Linked DNA regions of Mus musculus: regions 1 and 2 are each linked to region 3. Evidence: chromatin contacts called from public Hi-C and HiChIP or PLAC-seq data. All regions are on one chromosome and are shown on one strand. The core of a region is the stretch at or near the end of the contact, and the rest is flanking DNA. Distances in the headings are between cores, read along the strand shown. Region 1 holds the start of Gins2 (GINS complex subunit 2 (Psf2 homolog)). Region 2 holds the start of 1700016A09Rik (RIKEN cDNA 1700016A09 gene). Region 3 holds the start of Meak7 (MTOR associated protein, eak-7 homolog).

Region 1 (3,580 bases), core at 494-2,993, 810 kb before region 3:
GTGTACTGGCTAGTTTTGTGTCAACTTGACACAATTGGAGTTATCACAGAGAAAGGAGCTTCACTTGAGGAAATGCCTCCATGAGATCCAACTGTAAGGCATTTTCTCAATTAGTAATCAAGGGGGAAAGGCCCCTTGTGGGTGGGACCATCTCTGGGCTGGTAATCTTGGGTTCTATAAGAGAGCAGGCTGAGCAAGCCAGGGGAGGCAAGCCAGTAAGGAACATCCCTTCATGGCCTCTGCATCAGCTCCTGCTTCCTGACCTGCTTGAGTTCCAGTCCTGACTTCCTTGGTGATGAACAGCAGCATGGAAGTGTAAGCCGAATAAACCCTTTCCTCCCCAACTTGCTTCTTGGCCATGATGTTTGTGCAGGAATAGAAACCCTGACTAAGACAGGGGGTAACCCCTCTATTAGAGTACGCCCCTATCCTTGCATATCTTTATTTTTGAGATAGGAAATGCTGAGTGACTCAGGCTGTCCCTAGCTGGTGATCCTTCTTGCTTCCACCTATGGAATACTAAGATTACACCTCACCTCAGCGCCCAGTGGTGAGGGTTTCACACTCAGATCCAGCCCCTCTTGTCCTTACCAGTTGTAGGTGACCTATTCCTCCCCAGGAGCTACCCTGGTCTGCTGGCACCCTGCCAGAGTCACCCTGATTATAATGCCTATTAATAGTTCAGCTGTCCTCACAAGACTCCTGATTCAAAATGCCCCTGTGGGGCCATATTAATGCAAGGACTCTAGGGCTGTTGGCTTACCAAGGCACTCTGTACAGAAGGCTTGAGGGCATCAGGCTCCAGGGTATAGCTCAGTGGAAGAGGCTGTGCTTATCATTTTTGAGGACCGGGGTTCCATCTTCACAATTGCAATAACAACAATAATAAAAGAATGATAATACGTGTGCAAACTTGTCCCTGTAGTCTCACCTGAGGTTTGGTTTGCCAAAGTTCTGATTCTGGGCTCTGTCTCGAAGGATCTGCATGGAGCAGATAGGGGAGGCGCATTTTCATTGCTTTTAAACCATCTGTAGAAAGGGCAAAGACTAAAATTAAAGGGAAAACACTTCCTTCGATATGGCGTCTGTGTGGACCAGCCAGCCATGTCCGGGGACCCGGAGCTGACTTTGAGATGAATGCGTTTATTCCTGGATCTGTGTTTCGCGCAGGTGAAAACTCGGCTCCAAACCTTTACCCTCAAAGAGTGGAATCAGGCGAGGGACTCAGCCTGCTGCAGGACGCAAAGGAGCAAGAAGCCATAAGTACACAGCCTCCAGCTCGTGGACAGAAGGGGGCGGGCGCAGGAGGGGCGAGGCCGAACGAAGGAGGGGCGGGAGCAAGAGGCGGGGCTGTACAGACCCGACCCAAACGAGGTAGGTGCGGGGCCGTGAGCGTGGTAGGCGGGCAAGAGGCGGAGTCGAGGCAGACCCGGAGACCAATGAAAAAAAGCGGACGGGCCAGAGGCGGGGCCTAGAGAGGGTAGTGACGTAGTAGGGCGGGGCCGTCAGGGCTGTAACTCGCTGGATCAGGATTCAGGAAGCGTGGAGCCCAAGTACTGGAAAGGGCATCGGTAGGCCTTAGAGGGGCGGGGCCGGCGTACAGCTCCGCCTACAGACCAATCCGCGAGTTTGTACTAGCTGTGACTTGGAGGCTGCGAAGAGAGCAACGTCTCTATAGGGCCGCCGCAGGACGTCTTCCGTTCGAGGGGCGGGCCCCGCGCGGTGGCGGGAAAGAAGTGCCTGAGGCGCTGCCTCTGAGTCGCGGAGGGGCGGTAACGGGCCTGGGCCGCCTACTCTTCAACATGGATGCGGCCGAGGTGGAGTTTTTGGCCGAAAAGGAGTTGGTGACTATCATCCCGAACTTCAGTCTGGACAAGATCTACCTGATCGGGGTGAGCCAGGGCGGTACGGGGCGGCGGCCTGGGATCATGCTCGGGTCACCGCTCCTTTCCACCTGGGGTCTGCGTTGTCCTTGCAGGGGGACCTGGGGCCCTTCAACCCCGGCTTACCCGTGGACGTGCCCCTGTGGCTGGCCATTAACCTGAAACAGAGACAGAAGTGCCGCCTGTTACCTCCGGAATGGATGGATGTGGGTGAGCATTCCCGGGCCCGGGTGGGCGGGCTTGTACGGGGAGGGGGCTGTAGTGATGGCGCACGCCTGTAGTCCCAGCACTCTTTAGAGGCGGTAGAGGCAGGAAGATCTCTGAGTTTGAAGCCAGCTTGGTCCACAGAGGGAGGTGCAGGACAAACAGCCAGGACTACACAGTGAAACCCTGTCTGGGGGTGGGGTGGTGTCCTAGTCAGGGTTTCTATTCCTGCACAAACATCATGACCAACAAGCAAGTTGGGGAGGAAACGGTTTATTTGGCTTACACTTCCATCACCAAGGAAGTCAGGACTGGAACTCAAGCAGGTCAGGAAGCAGGAGCTGATGCAGAGGCCATGGAGGGATGTTCTTGACTGGCTTGCCTCCCCTGGTTTGCTCAGCCTGCTCTCTTATAGAACCCAGGATTATCAGCCCAGAGATGGCACCACCCACAAGGGGCCTTTCCCCCTTGATCACTAATTGAGAAAATGCCTTACAGCTGGATCTCATGGAGGCATGTCCTCAAGGGAGGCTCCTTTCTCTGTGATAACTCCAGCTGTGTCAAGTTGACACAAAACTAGCCAGTACAGGTAGGGATTGGGGAACAGAGATGCAACCTTAAACAAGTTTTGTTTTTGTTTGTCTTTTTTTGTTTCTCTGTGTAGCCCTGGCTGTCCTGGAACTCACTCTGTAGACCAGGCTGGCCTCGAACTCAGAAATCCGCCTGCCTCTGCCTCCCAAGTGCTGGGATTAAAGGCGTGCGCCACCACTGTCTGGTGACTCTGATAGTCTTGAAACTGGGACCCCAGTTTCTGTGCCTTGAGGGGCATCTTTAGCACCCCTGTCCCCCAAAGCCTGAGTCCATTTCCCAGTGTCTGCTGGCCAGGGTTGGGGAGCAGGGGAACAGACTTCTATTGCCTTTGCTACATGGAGAGGAGCAGTCAGGAGTGCAGGAGGCCTCTCTGTCCTGGGATCTGAGGTCAACAGAATGCTGTCGTGTGCCATGCGGCTCTGTCTTCTGGAAATGTGTGGTTTGCAGTTGGCCTGTGGTCACGTGGCCATCACCTTGTTATCCTAGGTTTTCTCTTGCATGAGTATTCTGCATCTACTTACCCATCCTGTGAATGGGTATTTAGGTTACTGCCCATTTTGAAATATTTTTTTTTATTTTTGTACGTAAGGGTGTTGTATGTATGTATGCATGTACGCCACTTGGCGCACAGTGCCTTCAAAGGCCAGAAGAGGCTCTCTGGATCCCCTGGAACTGGGGTTACAGGTAGGTAGTTGCTGCCACATGAGTGCTGGGACCCAAATCCAGGCCCTCTGACAGAGATACAATTACTCTTAACGGCTGAGCCATCTCTCCAGCCCCGTTTCCCAGTCTTAAAAGTCATTATTGTGTCCGTGTGTCTGCACATGTGCCGTGTGTGGCGCAGGGGTGAGCAGAGGACAGCGTGTTAAAGAGTGGGGTTCTGGCCTTCCACAGTGTCTAGC
Region 2 (4,027 bases), core at 1,030-3,529, 760 kb before region 3:
GGGTTTGTGGCTGTTGCCACAACACGGGTAATTAACGTGCCCCCCCCCCCAGAAGGCTCCTATCCAACCCCACCAGGCTTTGGAGTAACCCAGGCTGGGCATTCCAAGGCTGCAGATGGAGCCAGGAAAAACCGGCCCTGCTGGCTCACTCCACAAGCCCCTGCGGGTTCCTGGGGGCAAGGGGGGAAAAAGCGGCAGCTGGCTATTACTCATTGCGTCTCTAGGAAGAGGAGGAGACCAGCAGCAGGGAGCTGAGGCTAGACCTCCTTCATAGCCGGGGAAATGGACCACACCTGCCTGAAGGGTCAAGGCCAGCTGGGGAAGGACTCTGGCGGGCTTGGGCGAGGGCCTGGCTGGGAAGGTGCAGGCCCAGGGTCCACCACAAAGTGGTGCAGACCTCTCCTCCCCCTTCCTCTGGCTAGAGGCGCAGGGCCCTGAGGTGGCTGCCTTTCTGCAAACCGCACAGCCCTTTGAGATCTGCAGCTTCCAACTTCCTCCAGAGACAGGGAAGTTAAGTTACTCACAGCCAGAGGCCGCCTGCCTGCCTGCCAGAGGGACAGCTTAGCCAAGAGCAACCAGAGGCTTCCAAAGGGTCAGGCTGTTTTGGAAGCTTCCCACCACCCCCACCCCATTAAAAACCTACCTGGAGGCATCAGAATCGCCCCAGGCCAGCCCCAAGGTTAGCTTAATGGGGGCCTGACAAGGCCTGATTCCTAGTAATTTTAAAATGTTAACTAACTATATACACCCCCTTTTCAACCGTAACTGGTCAGAATCCTACTAGCTGCCCCCAACAGGTCAGGGCCTGATCTGGCCTCTCTGCCTTCCCGGTTCGGAACCTGCCCTAAGGCAGGCACAACAGAGCCCAAAGCCAGGACAGGCCTCCCACCTCCTTTCCGAAGGCGTGGCTGACCCCGGGTCTCTGGCTGGCTGCTCACCAGCGCCCCCTCCCCCCAAGCCTCCTCCGCTCCAGCTGCCAAACCAGGCGACAAAAGCCAACCTTGTACCAAGCCATCAAGGCGCACACACACACACACACACACACACACACACACACACACACACCCCAGGAGGTGGTCAGGCGTGACCCGGTGGCTGTGAGAAGTGTTGAGCAAGCGGCTTCGGCACAGCGAGCCCCATCGAGGGAGGCTGCCAGCAACCCTGTTCCGGTCCACCCGGTGGGGCGTGACACCCAGCATAGCAGATGACACACGCTGCCAGTCGGAGCCTGTGCCCCGGCCCCCCTCACCTGTGGCGGGGCGACTGAGTGGCTGAGTCAGACACAGCCTGCGCCTCAGGTTCCCCGCCTGCGGGTGGGGGCGGCTGTAAACACAGGCTAAGCAACACTTAAGTAGCCAAGCTTAAGTAACACGGACGCCCAGGGAAGGCTGCTCGCCAGGGGGGCCTTGTCTTCCTCGGGAAGAGGGGGTAAACCAGTCTCAGACTGAGACACTGCCAAGCGGCCAGCCAAGACCTCCTGCCTCTTTGTCCCCCAGTGCTGGGAATCGGCTTAGGCCCGATGCTCCCTCCTAGAGCGAGGCTGCGCCTTTTGTTCCGGTCCTCTTTACAAAAGGATCTTGTATTTTGGTTTGTTTTTTTCCCCCCTTCCATTTGGTGGTCTCGCTTGTTTTCAAACCCCAACCTGTGTGGGCCCCAACCGCGACAGATAAGGCACCGCAGGGGTCTAGTAAGGGTTTAGAGTGCTTTAAATGCATGGAAGACAAAGGCTGGTTTGCACCAAACCGACCCAACTCGAGCTGGCACCCCCACCACGGGTGGCAGGTGCGCGGGGGCGCCCCTTGCTCGCTCCCGGCTCCGATGCCCAGACCTGCGGCCCCAAGCCTGCTCCTCGCAGTCCTATTCGGCCCCCGCCACCTCCCGGCGCTCGGAGAGGCGGGCAGCGGGGAGGGCAGCCCAGCTCCCGCTCCGCCTCCAAGAAGGGAATTTAATTAGCCTGCCGGAGAGGCGGCGGGCGACGAGGTGTCTCTGGTGCTGCAATATAATTGAATCGGCTCCACTCGGGCGGGCCACTCGCCGTCAGCGCGGCCGCGGGGGGCGGGGAGGCGCATCCAGGCGGAGCGGGAAGGGCTGGGCGGGGGGTTCGGAGGCCCCTTGGACTGCCACCCCAGGTAAAGCACCCCCCCCCCCATCCAACCACCTGCCTGGGCGCCCCCGCCCCATCCAAAGTTTTGCTACAACCCCGAGCCCCGGAGCCGCCCCCGCGCACTTCCCCGCGCACTTCCGCGGCAGCAGAGCCGGCTGAGCCCAGCGCGCGCGCGCGCAGCCGCGAGTGTGGCTTCAGGTCGGCCGCGCGCCCCGCGCTTCTCGTCCCTCACACCCGCGGGACCTGGCACCGGCCGTTGGCGCCCCTCCCGAGCCCACAAACTTGGGGAGAGGAAGAACGAGGGAACCCCCGCCACCATCCCCCACCCGCGCGCTCACCTTTCATGCCAGGGCCCCGCTGCTCCACCGCTCCTGACACATGCCGGAGCCACCGTCGCCCGGGTTTGTCTGAACTGCTTATCTCACCCGGGGCTGTGCGGCGGCGGCTCCGCCGCTCGGGGAGGTGGAGCTTCCGGGGCCTGGGCCAAGAAACACCTGCTGCTGTCGCCGCTGAGGACACACCCAAGCGCAACGCCGCCCACTCCCCGGCCCCGGCTCGCTCCCGGCGCCCTGACCTCAGCCGGCGGGAGGTGTCGGGTTTCAGCCGCAAGCGCACGCGCGCGCACCGACAGACCGCCCGGAGCACCCAGCGCGGTCACAACCCGCCGGGTAGGTGCCGCCCCCCGCGCTCCTGGCGACCCTGGCTGTCCGGACAGTCCAGGGGGATCTCTCAGAGGCCTCGCGGGCCACTCATCTCCAAGAGTAGGGAGGAGTGGCTTACAACACGCCTGCCATATCCGAGCCTCATAGCCGCCTCCCCAAGCGCCTGGAACAGTGCCTGGCACCTGGCCACCCACTAAGAGAGGGGAGGGATAGGCCTTTCCTTGTGCTGAGTGGAGGGGACCACACAATATAGGCCGTTGGCCTCTCTCGATCTCCAAGATGCCTGATCTATTACCACAACTTTAAAGGACTTAATGTTAAGAGCTCGGGCCACGAGCCTCTGTCCCAAAGTTTTGCAAAGTCTCCATCTCGCTTTAAGGAATTTTTGAGAAGGCCAAACGGCGGGGGCTCTAGTTCTTTAAAGAGCCCATGTTCGAGAAGTCCACGGAGGCGCCGCTGCGCCAGGGGCATCATTAAGTAGCTGGGGTTGCGGTCAGAGGCGAGGCCGCCGCCTCCAGAAACTGGCACAACCCACCGCGCCACCGGCCCCAGCGCACCGCCTTCCCACTCTTGGCACCCCCACCCACCCTACCTCACCCAGGCACTTCACGGGGATGACTCAGGGAGCGTCCTGAAATTCCTCGGCACCCACAGGCGGCGCGGAGAGGGACTGTGGGCCCCAGCGTCCCCGCCCACAACGCGACCGATCCCTAGAAACACCCCCTTCCCGCCACCCGGGAAGCGCGAGGTTACAGCGCGAGCCAGGCAGCCGGGGACCCTCGGCCGGACCCAGCGCGCAGAGAGCAGCCATCGAGGTGGCAAGGTCGTCGCGAGGTCCCGGGGTCTCCCCCGCCCGGCCTTTCTACACAGCTCTCTTAATGATCCTCCACTTTCAGACTTTCAAGCCCGGAGGCCACCGCACCGGGGGGGTTGGGGGGGGAACCTCAGCGCCGCTGCGGGTCTCAACTTTCCACCGCGGTGCCAGCCCCAAACCTGCCCCGGGACATGCCCGCGCAGTGCTCCGCAGGCGCGCGCTGCCTCCCCCGCCTTCCTCCCTCCCGCGCCAGCCGGGACAGCGCCGGGAGCGAGCGCGGGCGCCAGCACCCCCCGTCCATCTGTTCCCGATGACGCCGGCGGCGGGCAGCGCTCGGGGCCCGCGCCAGCAGAAGCCGCCGATGCCGCGGGGCGGGGGCGCACGCCGGGCCAGTCTTGCACAAGCCCCTGGCCGACCACAAACGACAAGGGAAACGGGCGGGCGAGG
Region 3 (3,980 bases), core at 209-2,708:
TATACATGCCAGGTGGGAACTGAATGAAGGAGTAGGCACTAAGGGGAGGAAAGGAGCCTGACACATTTTCATATGTCACAGACTGGTGACCCATGATGCCCTGGAGGACTCAAAGGCTGTCCTGGCTGCCTCAGCCTCACTCCTCCATGATGGCCCTTGTAGCCCAACTTCAGCTCGAGGCTCTGCCCACTGACTGGTCGTTTTCCTAGGGGCTCATAGGAGGGTGGTGGTGGGGGATCAAGTCAATTCAAGGTGTCTTGGTGTTAAGATGGCCGTGGAATGTTGGGAACAAACGCTAGGTGGAGCTTGGCTGAGCGAAAGGCAGATGGCTTCTGGTGGACATGTGACTTCAATCCACTAGGGGGAGCTAGCTGCCCGTTTTCTTTTGCTGTCTCTCTTCTACTCGCCTTTTCAAAACTTCCACTCTCTGTATCCCAGGCTGGCCTGGAACTCACTGTGTAGACCAGGCTGGCCACAAACTTGCAGCAATGCCCCTGTCTAAGCCTCTTGAAGTGCTGAGATTACAGGTGTATGCCACTACACTCAGCCGGGCTGGTGTCACAATAATTAAATAATAATACTAATAATACTAATAATAATGTGTGGTGTTTTGCTTTATGTGCACCGTGTGTGCAATGTCTCTGGAGGCCAGAAGAGGGCGTCGGATCCCCTGGAACTGGAGTTACAAGCAGGCCTGAGCTGAAGTGTGGGTTCACCTGTGTCCTCTGTTAGAGCAGCAAGTGTTCTTAAGGACTCTGCCACCTCTCCGGCCTCTGGTGTCATTTTTCCAGCTACAATTTCAGACAGCAGCTTCTGTTACTTTGGGGGGTTGGGAGGAGTTCCTCTGTGCCACTCGGACGGTGGGGTTTGCAGGCAGCGACAGTGGGTTCGTCTCTGCTGAGAATTCTGGGACCTACCTCTGTTGTGTCTGTCTCCGACACCAGAAAAGGCCCGGTAGGGCTGATAGCAAGCTATCCCACTCCTGGGGACAAGACCGGCCGGCATCTGCTTCTGTGTGTCAAGTGCTCTATTGGCTAACGCAATGGACTTCAGGAGGTAAGGAGGTCAGATTTTCCACCCTAGTTCTGGGGGGCGAGTCCCAGCTCAGGCCTTCTGTTCACAGTGCCCCTGTTCCCAGCCTCCCACATTGCTCCCTTCTATCCGCTCCCTGCATTTAAACCCCCTGATCCGCTTCCAGCCCTTCAGCAGCTTCCTAGCACCTCCTAAAGCCCAAGTTCTCCTTCAGCCTTTGCAGAACCTGAGCAACTGTCAACCATCCCCAAGTGTTCCGCTGTTACAGGCTCAGTTCTTCGATCCCAGGCTCCGCCCACTCCCCGTGAACTACAATCCCATTGGTTAAGATCTGACTCGGGCTCCACCTCTCAGTAGCCCTTTTCCAATTGGTGCTCATGACCGTCCGTCAGCGCCGTTGCTAGGGAAAGGGCTGGGCGACCCGGGCAACCTTGCTGCCCAGGACGTACCGGAAGGAGCTCGGTCCCTGTAGACCAAGGCTGGTGAGCCGGAGGGAGGGAGCCCGGGCGAGGCTGGGCATAGCTCAAGGAAGGAAGGAAGACCTTCGGGGTGGCCTGAGCAGCCCCCAAGGAAGCTACTGTCTCAGGCTACTGTCAGAGAAGCAGAGAGTGCCTGGGATGGGGTGAAGCTGGGCTCTGAAGGGATCCGTGGGCCTGCCTTGTTTTCCGAGACGAACCCAATAGAGTTCCTTCAGAGGCAAGCTCAAAACCAATTTAGGGGGAGGCGAGGAAGGTGCCCTGGCCTGCACTCCTGAGGGGGGCTGGGACAGATGGAGGGCTGCCAGCTGCAGACCCAGTAGGCTCCAGGACTTGGACATGGGCTTGGTGTGGCTGTTCTGATGGGGTGTTGACCCCAGGAACCAGACAGTGTGTCACGATCTCTTGGAGGCCCCATGGGAAATTGTCCGAGGCACACTCCAGCCTGCCACCAGGAGCTTGGGGCTGCAAAGAGCTGGCTCGCCACATTCTTCGTGACACAAGGAGCCCTTTTTATTCTCCAGGGTCCATCTGTGTTTGTCTTTGGTTTCTGGAAAGCAGAACCAGGTGGCGATGTTAAACGATTCACCCAAGCTTATTAAAGCACGGCAAGCTAAACTCCTTTTAAGACCATGGGTTAGTGACTTGGTGATGGGACTTCACTGTTGGGGAGAGGGCCCCCTCCCGAAATGGATCACCTGGTTGGGGGGAGGAGGAAGGACGTGTTTAGCTATTAGGGGCAGTAGAGTGTTGAGGATAGACTGTTGCGGAGACTGGAATGTTCAAGGAAGCTCACTGGTGGGTTCAGGAGACTTGGATCTGGTCGGGCAAAGGCTTCCCCTTGATTGTGCCCAGGTGGGAAAGCCCATTGTTATACAAAAACTGTCTGGAATGGCCACCTGTGTATGGATTGAGACTGTAGAGCTCATAGGCCCTGTGTGGAGAATGGTCAGGGCTGTGGGTGACCTTTAAAGGGTCTCTCCACATCCCCCCCACCCCCCCACCCCCGCTTTCTGATAAGAAAAATGGCTTTGATCCTTGGCAAGTGTCTCTTTTGGGTCACAAGGCTGATACTCACTGCTACAAGTGACCTTACAGTCACTGAAAGATGTCTTCACCTAAGAAAGGTGGACATAGTTGCCAGGGGAAAGCTACCCCATGGACCAAGGTGTCCCCATGGAGGACAGAACCTGCCCCTGACACATGCAAGACCTTTCTCCGGGAAGCTGACAGATTGCTGGCCCCATGACAGAGCTTGCAGCCTAAAGGGAGAGCATGGGCCCCCCCGAGAATCATTCTTGCTGCAGCTGTGTGGAGACAGGCGGCCTTCCAGCTGTAGCGGCTGGGCTGGTACAGGGTGAAGAGCCATATTCTCAAGGTCTCTCCCCAGTCCTCCCTGAGCTGTGGGCTCCAAACCTGCCCTTCCCCTCCCCCTGCCTTCCTCACAGAGCAGCCAAGCTCTGGCTCTGTCCTGGCATCTGGTCCTGTCCTGTACTGCCCCTGGCTTGTTTACCATTCAAGGCTTGGTGTTTAGCATTTACTTTCTCAATCAATCTCTGCCCCCTCCACTGCTGTGGCTTAGTACTAGCAGGCCGTGGGGTATGCAGCTGGCATCACTGTGCAGGGGTGGTTCGTGCATAGTGGGGCAGGTAGTGCTGACCATGGGGATCTCGTGGGGTCAGGGTGGATTTAAGCCCTTGGGGGCTACTTAGGACCTGGTCGTGAATTAGCACTAGGAAACCCACAAAATGGAAGGAGAGGATGGCATCTACCTTTTCTGTCACTGTGACCAAACACCTAACAGAAGCTATTTCAGAGGGAAAAGATTGATTTTTGGCTCACAGTTTGAGGGTACAGCTTATCCCAGAGGGGAAAGGATGGAAGTAGGAGCGTGAGGCAGCTGGTCACACTGCACCCACAGTCAGGAAGCAGAGAGAGAGAGAGAGAGAGAGAGAGAGAGAGAGAGAGAGAGAGAGAGAGAGAACGCACATGTGAGCGAGCGAGAGGGAGGGAGGACCGCTGGTGCTTGGCTGCTTCTCCTTGTTATTCAGTCCAGGCCCCCAGCCTAGGGAATGGTGCCGCCCACAGTTAGGGTGGGTCTTCCTACGCCAATCCACCTAATCTCAAAAATCCTCCACAGACCCACCCAGAACCGGGGTCTCCTAGGTGGTTCCAAATTCATAAAGTTGACCGGCAAGATTAGCTGTGACAGAGCGCAAACCATCTCCTGAGAGGCTGCAGGGGACACCACACATCAGTACACCTGTCCTGTTACCTCGGGCTAAGGCACAGGAGAGTGGTCTTGGAGCAGAGTCCCCTTTTGGTGGCCTTCAGATCAGAGTCTGGAGTCAGGCATGGTCTGAGGGAAGGGCGTTGGGGTCCCCATGGAGAACAGGGAAGGACAAGGAGAGGGAAGGGTTCACTCCCGGGTGGGAGACTACCAGGGAGGTCCTCAGAGGAACCAGCTTGTGG

The links. Hi-C and Micro-C count contacts between places; a contact is called where the count stands out from the background. HiChIP or PLAC-seq counts read pairs in DNA pulled down with a chosen protein or histone mark.
Region 1: a Hi-C map of CD8 T cells shows a contact between it and region 3, with 4 times the contacts expected there. The contact joins the promoter of Gins2 here to the promoter of Meak7 in region 3. A contact is called at or near these places in 1 of 39 promoter capture datasets (liver) and 1 of 484 Hi-C or Micro-C datasets (CD8 T cells).
Region 2: a contact with region 3 is called in an HNF4G HiChIP or PLAC-seq map of pancreatic cancer cells. The contact joins the promoter of 1700016A09Rik here to the promoter of Meak7 in region 3. A contact is called at or near these places in 2 of 115 datasets of contacts at active chromatin or transcription factors (memory CD8 T cells and pancreatic cancer cells).

What each region holds. Positions count from the first base shown.
Region 1 is chr8:120,587,238-120,590,817 of GRCm38.p6, reverse strand. Gins2 (GINS complex subunit 2 (Psf2 homolog)) reads left to right here and starts at 1,743. Exons shown (of 5, transcript NM_178856.1): 1 at 1,743-1,892; 2 at 1,979-2,093. The coding sequence starts at 1,803. Gm10614 (a long non-coding RNA gene) reads right to left here and starts at 1,641. Exons shown (of 4, transcript XR_003947476.1): 1 at 764-1,641.
Region 2 is chr8:120,535,978-120,540,004 of GRCm38.p6, reverse strand. 1700016A09Rik (RIKEN cDNA 1700016A09 gene) reads left to right here and starts at 2,279. Exons shown (of 1, transcript NR_151732.1): 1 at 2,279-3,113. Gse1 (genetic suppressor element 1, coiled-coil protein) reads right to left here and starts at 2,596. Exons shown (of 16, transcript NM_001145896.1): 1 at 2,443-2,596. The coding sequence starts at 2,449. It overlaps Mir7687 (microRNA 7687), which reads right to left and starts at 1,309; the gene lies at 1,251-1,309.
Region 3 is chr8:119,775,894-119,779,873 of GRCm38.p6, reverse strand. It overlaps Meak7 (MTOR associated protein, eak-7 homolog), which reads left to right and starts at 1,458. Exons shown (of 8, transcript NM_028883.2): 1 at 1,458-1,514.